Linked DNA regions of Triticum aestivum: all the other regions are linked to region 3. A link is a contact called in public Hi-C data. All regions are on one chromosome and are shown on one strand. The core of a region is the stretch at or near the end of the contact, and the rest is flanking DNA. Distances in the headings are between cores, read along the strand shown.

The links. A called contact is a pair of places that touch in the nucleus more often than the background predicts.
Region 1: a Hi-C map of leaf shows a contact between it and region 3, with 4 times the contacts expected there. The contact joins the enhancer-like site here to the promoter of LOC123099012 in region 3. A contact is called at or near these places in 2 of 5 Hi-C or Micro-C datasets (both in leaf).
Region 2: a contact with region 3 is called in a Hi-C map of leaf, with 3 times the contacts expected there. The contact joins the enhancer-like site here to the promoter of LOC123099012 in region 3. A contact is called at or near these places in 2 of 5 Hi-C or Micro-C datasets (both in leaf).

The regions. Positions count from the first base shown.
Region 1 is chr4D:499,363,471-499,366,508 of IWGSC CS RefSeq v2.1, reverse strand. No RefSeq gene overlaps it. Among protein-coding and RNA genes, the nearest start is that of LOC123099016, 5.8 kb to the left of the region's middle. Within about 2 kb of position 1,373, at least 7 of the 8 cell types and tissues checked have an H3K27ac peak or open chromatin away from gene starts, as enhancers often do. A contact at or near this core is called in leaf, where this site is marked.
Region 2 is chr4D:499,241,697-499,244,697 of IWGSC CS RefSeq v2.1, reverse strand. No RefSeq gene overlaps it. Among protein-coding and RNA genes, the nearest start is that of LOC123099015, 60 kb to the right of the region's middle. Within about 2 kb of position 1,352, at least 7 of the 8 cell types and tissues checked have an H3K27ac peak or open chromatin away from gene starts, as enhancers often do. A contact at or near this core is called in leaf, where this site is marked.
Region 3 is chr4D:498,972,099-498,974,953 of IWGSC CS RefSeq v2.1, reverse strand. It overlaps LOC123099012 (TVP38/TMEM64 family membrane protein slr0305), which reads right to left and starts at 1,564. Exons shown (of 5, transcript XM_044521120.1): 1 at 1,328-1,564. The coding sequence starts at 1,374.

The sequences.
Region 1 (3,038 bases), core at 124-2,623, 390 kb before region 3:
TCCTCTGTATACAATCGCATGAATCCTCCTTGCACCTCCTTGCTGCTATCTACCCCTTTGCGCAAGCGCTTTGGCAGGTCTTCATCAGAAAGGCCAACCTGTCAGCTGCTCTTGCGACTGAAACTGACGAACCTTCTCTTGTAGAGTGGTGAGAGCGCACTTCCCTGCGCTTTAGAGATCAATCATTGCCCTTGTATGGTGGTTGATCTGGTTGAAGCGAAACACTAGGACTTTCAGAGCCATATCAGAGTAAATTGCAAAAAACCACCATAATTGTAGACCCTAAATCAAAAAACACCACGTTTCGTTTTTTTTGCAAAAAAAAAATCCGGTTTCTAGGTGATAGTTTGCAGAAAGCACTAATCGATCAGATCAACACTTGTTGATGCTAAATCTGACTAGTGGGTCCCTTCGTCAGTGCTGACGTGACACCAAAATCTCACGGTGTTTAGCCTGTACAAGAAGCTGCACATGGGACCCACACGTCAGCCTCTGTAGTTCTTCGTTACCCATAAGCGCTGCCGGGGGAAAAGAAGGTGCATCCGCATCCGACCGGCGCACCACCGGCTCCAGCACCGGCCTGCTTGTGAGCCTCCGCCTCGTCCCTCTCTGCTCCAGCGCGCGCCGCCTCCCGAGCTTGTCAACCACCGCGCCATGCGCACCGCCGCCGGGAAGAAGCCGTCCACCACCGTGCCATGGGCGCTGCCACTGGGAAGCCATCTACCGCCAGTGCTAGCGCGTCGCTGACCCTCGCCGACCTCGTCCGTTCACGGAGCCGCTCCAGTCAGCCTCCTCCACGCCGATCACCTCAAGCCCGAGCGTGCGCTGACGCTTGTCCACGCGACCACCGGAGCATCCTCGAGAGGCCGCCATGTCCTTCGTCCTCCCCATCCCGCGCTGTAATGGTTCGCTGAAGTAACTGGAGCAAAGCGACTCCAGGATGATGCCCTCCTTTCTTCATCTCCGGCCGGACGCCGTCGTTGATGAAATTTTCCGCTGCTGCTGCTTCCCTGATTCCTCCTACCTCGCCGTCGAGGTCCCAGATCAAGGCCACCTCCTCTCCCCTAGTTTCCCCCTTGTCCGCTTCCTCTATTGGTCGCCCTGCGGCCTCCCGAGCGCCATGGTTGAGAGGACGGGCTCGAGCTCCGCCCATTGCCCCGACTGCCCGTGCGCGCCCTGGTGCGGCGCAACCTCTCTGCTCGGCCTCCATAGCTCGGCCGCGCCACCTCACACTCGGTCGCCCTGGACGCATTCCTGCACCGCCGGCGACGGCGTTGTGCTCCTGCCGCTGGTTAGCTGGGCGGCCGGCGGGATGCCTGCTAGGTGTTTGTGGAAATTACTGAGACAGAGCAGGGGTTGACTGGGTCACCTAATGTCCGTCTCCTCGCGCTCTGTTTGGCCTTGTGCCACGTCGATCTGACAACGGGATCCACCTGTCAGATTCAGCGTCAAGCGGCTCTAATCGATTGATCAGTGCTTTCGGTAAGCTGTCAGCACAATGCCGGTGGGTTTTTACAAAAAAAGAAACGTGGTGGTTTTTTGATTTAGGGTCCACAATTGTGATGGTTTTTTTTGCAATTTACTCGCCATATCATGAACTCAAGCTATCTTCGCCAAGCTGATGATGGAAGCTAGCCTATGGGTGAGCACGGGCAGAACGTATGTTCAAGCGTTGGTCCACACACCCTTTTAGCCTGACTAACCGTCTCTCCATTGATTTTCGTTCTTCTTCTTTTTTTTTTCGAAACGGATTTTCGTTCTTCTTTTGATTTCCTTAGTTACCATCGATGTAACTGTCTCACTTTTCTAATCGGAATGAAAGCAGCTCCGACTGCATTTCGTAAAAAGAATGTTGTAGAATTTTAGTGGTAGACCAGGGAAGCACATTATGGACCCAATCATCTAATTCTTTTTGTTTTTAAGTACTCGTTCCACATTATTATTTTATTTTTCTATGGGACCACAATAATTATTTGTCACCGAGTGATGAGACAATGTTGATTCCTGCCAACCAAATGTGATATTTGTGTGGGCTCGAATTTTGAGATTGGAAGCCGTGATTTGTGTTGTCAGATCAACAGCAAACAAACTCTATCTAATGTTCTCGCATTGAAAAAAGAACTGATTTTTGCCAAACTCAACTTTTTTTTGCGAGAATACCAAACTCATTTCGTATTTGCTTGAGGTAGTGATCACTCATGCACAAATCATTTTTTACCAGGGGAGTGTAGGTGAAACATACATTTTTCTCCTTGGCATTCATAAGAAGTTACCATTTTTTACACATTTTTACTACCTTTGATATTGCTGGAGTCGAGACATTACCATAAACATCATACTGTTGTATATTAAGTCAAACATATTGCGAGAACAATTTTTATTGACAATGACACACGCATATTGTTGTAAAAATTAATGTTTAACTAAACACATTGCTTAAAAAATCAAATAACATGAACACATCAAAAGCAAAAACATGCAAAAAAAAATCACTGAAAATGTTGCATAAATATTCAAATGTAACCACAACGCATCCTTGTCCACGCTATTAAGTAAACTAAATATATTATATTATCCAGAAAAACATATTTGATTATATTTTATAATTGTAAGCATGCTCGATTTGTGTGGGTGCTAGTTGATTTCAACGGCCCACCGACATTAATTAGTGGAGCCTGATGATAGGTGTACATTAATTGTTACAAAAATATTGCATCTACATGCACATGCTTGCATTTGGATTGTGAACATACTCGCCTTTTCTGGGTAATAACCAATTTATGAATAGCCAATTTCTCGCCTTTTCTATACGTTCAATTTCTATATGTTCACAATATGTGCGCTCAAACTGTGAATAAATTGGCTATTATAAGGGCACATATCAAAAGTATTACAATCAGCTCGCCTTTTCTATATGTTCAATGAGATATCAAAACACTATTAGTCGAATAATAGTTGTTTTCTGCAAAATGGGACAAATTGCTAGTAGAAGAAACATATTAAAATATGAAAATACGAATAAGTATACCACTGTAAAG
Region 2 (3,001 bases), core at 103-2,602, 270 kb before region 3:
TATATACACCTGGGCATCTCAACCGTGGTTCTTTTCTATATTGTTGCTGCCGCTAGGTGAATACGGAATTTTTCAAAGCTAACGTAATATCACCGTGGTCACCACATGCCTAATGGGAAGCAAAGAAGTGTAAATATCCCTTCACAAGTTCTACCTCAGGTCTTGCTACTCGGACAGAAATGATAACTACATCAACTAAAAAGGTAAGTACACAAGTAGCGTGAATTTTCAATACTAGTAAAATCATGATTGTTTGCGACAAGTTGCAAAAATAATTACCTTATTCATTTGCGGATACCGGGTTTTTGTTACTAGTTAAATCTACCCGCAAAACAACTTATTATAACATAGTTCTTTCTTGACGGTAGGGATGGGCTAGTACACAGAGAATGTATCGACATTAATCTTGTTTCAAAAAACTCATTGAAACAAAGATGGCGGTCAAACGGTTTCAAAATCAGACATTCGGTTCAAAATATATGACCCTTTTTTGTTTGAAAAAGAAAACAGACACACTTATTGATGGGGGACTGAGATAATGAGTGTGGAATAAAAGGACTATTTCGCAAATGTGCCAGCTATCTTCAGCTATATCATCTCCCCTAGGTTTCTATCCAATGGCTCATTCATTTATCACGGGCGCATCTTGTGCATGAACCGGGCCGGTGCACCGATACGTTCCCCGGGTACACAAGCCATGGAAACCACTCGACGCAAGAACAAATGAGTGACAGTCATACATGTTGTCTATTTTTTGCGGGTGAAACAGCCATACATGCTGACAATGAGGGTGGCTCTCTCCAATAACACACAGCTAAACCACCTTTTCGTAAAATCTTTGCAACCACACTAGCTTAATTTGGGACTTTCTAGAACTCATGTGCCGATCACTAGATGTGCCAACCACAATATTGTGAGTTCTGGCTTGGATCTCATGGAACAAGTGGTAACTAACCGAACACGCCATAAACTTTTTCAAGCGAGACCATAAATCGCTTGAGGACAAGTCGTGAAAATAACTCGCTTCCACATATTATCCTTTTTTACAGTTTTTTTGGCCGTATTTTTTTTACAGTTTTTCTCACAAAATTTCACACTGTGCCGACACAGTACTCCCTCAACGGCAGTGCCACGGGAGAGAGGCCAGCAGCAGCAGGTACACAAGCCATGAAAGCCTCTGGATGTAGGAACAGAGGAGCAACTGTGGTGTCCCCGCAGCGAAGTTCTGGGTCCCCACCGCGGGGCCCACCTGGCAGGAGGCGTGGCCATGGCAGCGGCGGACAGCGTGGCAGTGTCGGCGCAGGCTCTCATTCCCTGCTATTAATTCCTCTGAGCTTAGCATTGCCAGCCGGGCCACCACCCTGTGGAGCCGGAATGCCAGTGACTGGTGGGTAAGGAAGCCAGTGCACGTAAGCCTATACTCAGGACAAAACTGCACGCTGCGGGCCGGGCCAGCTGTGCATGCAGGCCTGCAGCAGCGCGGAATGTGTATATCTTCCGCCGCGAGCGCGCACCATGTCACCCGCTGCGACGCGGGCCCAGACGACCACCTACCAGCCAGCGCACAGTGACTGCGCTCGCGCGGCTCCCAAGAAGCAAGTAGAGGATCAATTCCTTGGCTTATCTACGCTGCTGCTGCTGCTGCTGCCATTGTGTTTTGGAGCTAGGCGAAGGTGGCCGCAGCCCGCAGGCCAAGCATTTTTGTATAGAAAATATTTTAACTAGAGAACGAGAGACAATCAAGACAGATGCAAAAGTGAATGGGTGTTCTTTCATTAGGTGATTGAAGGTGTTTATACAAGTAGAAGGGATGCATTGAAGAGGCATCCGCTGGGAAGAGATGGCAGGAACCGACGCGAGGCAACTGCGTGCGGTTGGTACAAGGGGAGATTCCCTTATAATTAACACAAGTTAATTAAGCTTTAACAGAAAACATACACACAGGTTATGGGATCGTGGAGGATGCCTCAATCGGTCATGGGATCTCGCGGAGGAGGGTTTTTTTTCAGATAAACTTTCAATCTATTCATCATCTTTCAAGGTAGTACAAAGAAGACTGGAATTAAGCATTACATTCAGGTTTGTAGACCAACTAGCGACGACTACAAGTACTGCAGCGAGCCGAAGGCATGCCACCAACATCGTCCCTCCCTTGCTGAGGCCGAGCAAACCTTGTTGTAGTAGACAGCCGAGAAGTCGTTGTGCTAAGACCCAATAGGACCACCGCACCAGAACAGTAACCGCCGCCGATAAATAGAAGTGTAAAATGGAAGGATCCAAAGACACATGGAGACCGACGAATGAAGGCCAGATCCAAGTGGATCCACCGAAGATAAACACCGACCGAATCCCGCGAGATCCGCCGGAGACACATCTCCACATGGGACATCATCATGGGTTAGTTTACCTTGTGTCACGTCCTTGATATATATCTATCAAAATTCCAATCATTTTTCTCCACAACTATGAAATGATTGTTATATATCATAACCAGTACATAATTTAACATGTATTGTTTTGATTATGTTTTCTATCCGGCTAGTTTCTCTTTGCTATGCCCAATGCTTCTGCTATTTACAATCCATTGTTTTGTTGCAATAATAAGCAAGTAGAGTTGCCCTATGCTGGTATCCGGACTCAGAAGACGGGTTTGACTCGAATATCCAGTAAATTACAAAACACCCGAGAAGCTTTTCACTTCTGAGCAATTAAAACTCCCTAACGGGCACCCCGACCTTCAGTGCAGTAGGTACTACTCCCTCTGTAAACAAATATAAGACCATTTAGACCACTAGAGATAAAGGGCAATCCCACCGAGTCCAGAACGGAACCGGCGACCCCTCGTTGTCATCGTGTCACGGGCACCGTTGCAACTGTTTGATTCGGTGTACCCCTGCTCCTTGGCAGCCCTAGGGAGGAGAGAATGGCACGGCGCGGGTTCACATGAGGTGGAGGAGCTTGGCATGGCGATCCTCGAAGTGGAGGTGTGTGTGACTAATGG
Region 3 (2,855 bases), core at 315-2,814:
TACACACATAACTGAACTCACACTCAAATGCACTGGTTTAGCTGGCATGGCGTAGTGTAGCAAACGGTCGCTCAATCATGATATTCAAAGTAGCATTGGATGTAACATGCTAATGTAAGTAAGATTCCCAAACTGGATACATCATTAGATCCTTCTCAAAGCAAAACTTAAGAGTAATGTGACTCATATCCTAGTCCAAGTAGGAATGGAGATCTGTGCTACAAGGATTCCTAAATGAATCCTGGGCTCATGAGACACCTGTTATCTTCAAAACCATGGTACCCGGGCACAGGGAACCCAACCAACAACCGAAAGGAAAATAAGATCATATAATCTGAAGCCAATATCAGAATGTAACATGCTCATAAGTTGCCTGAATTATGCTAGAACCTCAGTCACCTTTTTAAGCCCTTGGACCAAGATCCGACCATTTTCATCCAAAATCCCAACCTCACCCCACATATCAAACTAAGAACTGCAGATACATGTTTGCTGAAATTGCAAACTTACAATGTCTATGAGATGTGCAATTTTTAAGGAAACCAAGATTTACGGAAACTTTGGACAACCGAGGATGAGGAAAAAGATGACATAAACCAAGCGTAAGATCGTTAGGTACTAAGAATCTGAAAAGGATCGCTCCTCTTTGCTGTCATTCCTCCTAAGTTCCGAATGCATGGGTCATATTGAAACATAGCTGGTGCACGGGATTAGGCTGGTAGTAACAGGTAGCAATCCCATGCCCCACAGCTCTAATCAATGGTGGGTGGGCGGCAGCGTGAAATGATCCCCATCCCGGAGCCACCGCCCAGACAGACAGCGGTGGATGGCCAGCTGCAGGAGCAGAGTGAGCAGCAGCAGGTGGGGTGGGGTGGGGGGCCAGTATGCCAGACGAGAACCACACAAAAATCTTAGTACTAGTAGTACTTCGTTTATTTAATCACTACTTTATCATTTTTGTTCCAACAAACTAGTAACAAAGGTGGATGGGAATAATAACCAAAGAATAATAGCAAAGCAAGATGACCCCGTTTCCGCTCGCTTGGAAGGCGGCCTCGAGATGGGTAGTAGCTACAGCGAAAGTAAGCCACGATTTGGCGTACCTAAACCTATGTTTGGGGCAGTAACAAGGGAATAACAGATTGATAAACCTCCGAACGGGAATCTGGCCGCGACCTAACTGCTTACCACCCAAGCCCTGACGCCTAGAGGAGACGAGCCTCTCGCCGGAATCGCTCGCCCAAAAATGAAAATCCGAGCAGGAAAAAATCAATAAAAGCAGCCGAGACCGCGGCGGCTGGAGAGAGGAGAGGTGCGCGCTCGCTACCTGGGTGCCTCCCCGGGCTCAATGTCAAGAGGGAGCACGCGCGCCATGCCGAGGGCGGAGATCGATCCAGAGCTTTGCTTCTTCCTCCTCCCCTTCTCCGTCGCTTCTGGAAGCTCGCGGCGGAGGGGAACAATGAAAGCGGCAAAGGGAGGGGGGAGAGGGGAAAAGAGAGAGCGCGTACTGCGAATGCGAAACAAAAAGCAAAAGGCAAAAATGCTGGGCGGGGCCGGGGAAAGTACCTGAATGCCCCGCACTATTGGGGGTTGGACCGGTTGGTTAGCCCACGTGGACGGCGGGACGAAACTGCCCCTGCCCTCGGGGAAGCGGAATATTCGACGGGGTGCGACTCGTGTCTCTGGCGCGGCGGGTCCACCCAGGGAGCCGAGCTGCGGAGGTCCTCGTGCCGACTGCCGTGCCGCTCGCTCGTGAAATTCGAGTTTCCCACCACGTGACACGTATCACGCCGTGAGTCGTAACACGCCGATGAATGAATCTGTTTTGACCAGTAGCTGGGACTTTTCTTTTGCCTCTAGAAATTCTTTTCTTTTTACTACTCCTTCTGTAAACTAATAATATAAGAGCGTTTAGATCACTGCTCCTTCTGTAAACTAATATAAGAGTATTTGTTTAGATCATTAATGTAGTGGTCTAAACGCTTTTATATTAGTGTACGGAGGAAGTACCATTTTCAGTGCTGCTTACGGTATCTGGTTCCTGGTACGTTTGTCGCACCTTGGCTGCGGACTTTGAAGACGAACGATATATGCGAGAATAATACGGTCGAGAGTTGACAACTGCAACTCGCTTCCTTGTGTTCAAAGGCACTACTAGTATATCTCATGCCTTGGATAACATGCTTTATAATCTTCTGGTTTGATCGGTCAATAGTTTGCATTTTGCAGCAACGCGGTAGATTATTTTATTATTTTCTTCAATTGCTAAAGGCCAGTGCTATGCGCCAGTCAGCCAGCCCAATTTTCGATCGGTCGCTCCCAGCTCGTTGGATGCCCTCTCCTGTAGCCGTAGCCGTCAGATCAAAGCGACACACCCCCTTTTGTTGGTTTCTTCCAACCCACGCTCATCCCCTGCACGCCGCGGGTACCTAAACTCTCGCAAAAATTAGCCGCGCCCCTAAGTTGGCTGTCCACCATAGCAGCCTCCAGCGTCGTGATTGTAAGCATTCCCTGTGGCTGCCCACCGTGCCGCCGTCTTGAACGCCTTCGCGGCACGTCGACGGTTGCCGCAGCTGTAACGTCGTGGGTTGCCAGCACTCATCTCTGCTGGTCCCAGCATTTAGTGGGCGTGGATGCAGCATCCGGTGGCCACGGGTCCAGCGCGTGGTGGTCATTGATGCAGCATCCGAGAGTCGTCATGGATGCAGCATCCGAGAGTCGTCATGGTAGCATCCGGGGATTACGGTTCCAGCAATCCGCCTACCAGTTCCATCACCTCTCGTGGCGCCGTCCCCGCGCGGGTAAGAGCATCACGGTGGAGGGTTGTAGCATTTGTCGTCGCCGGTTGCAGCCGT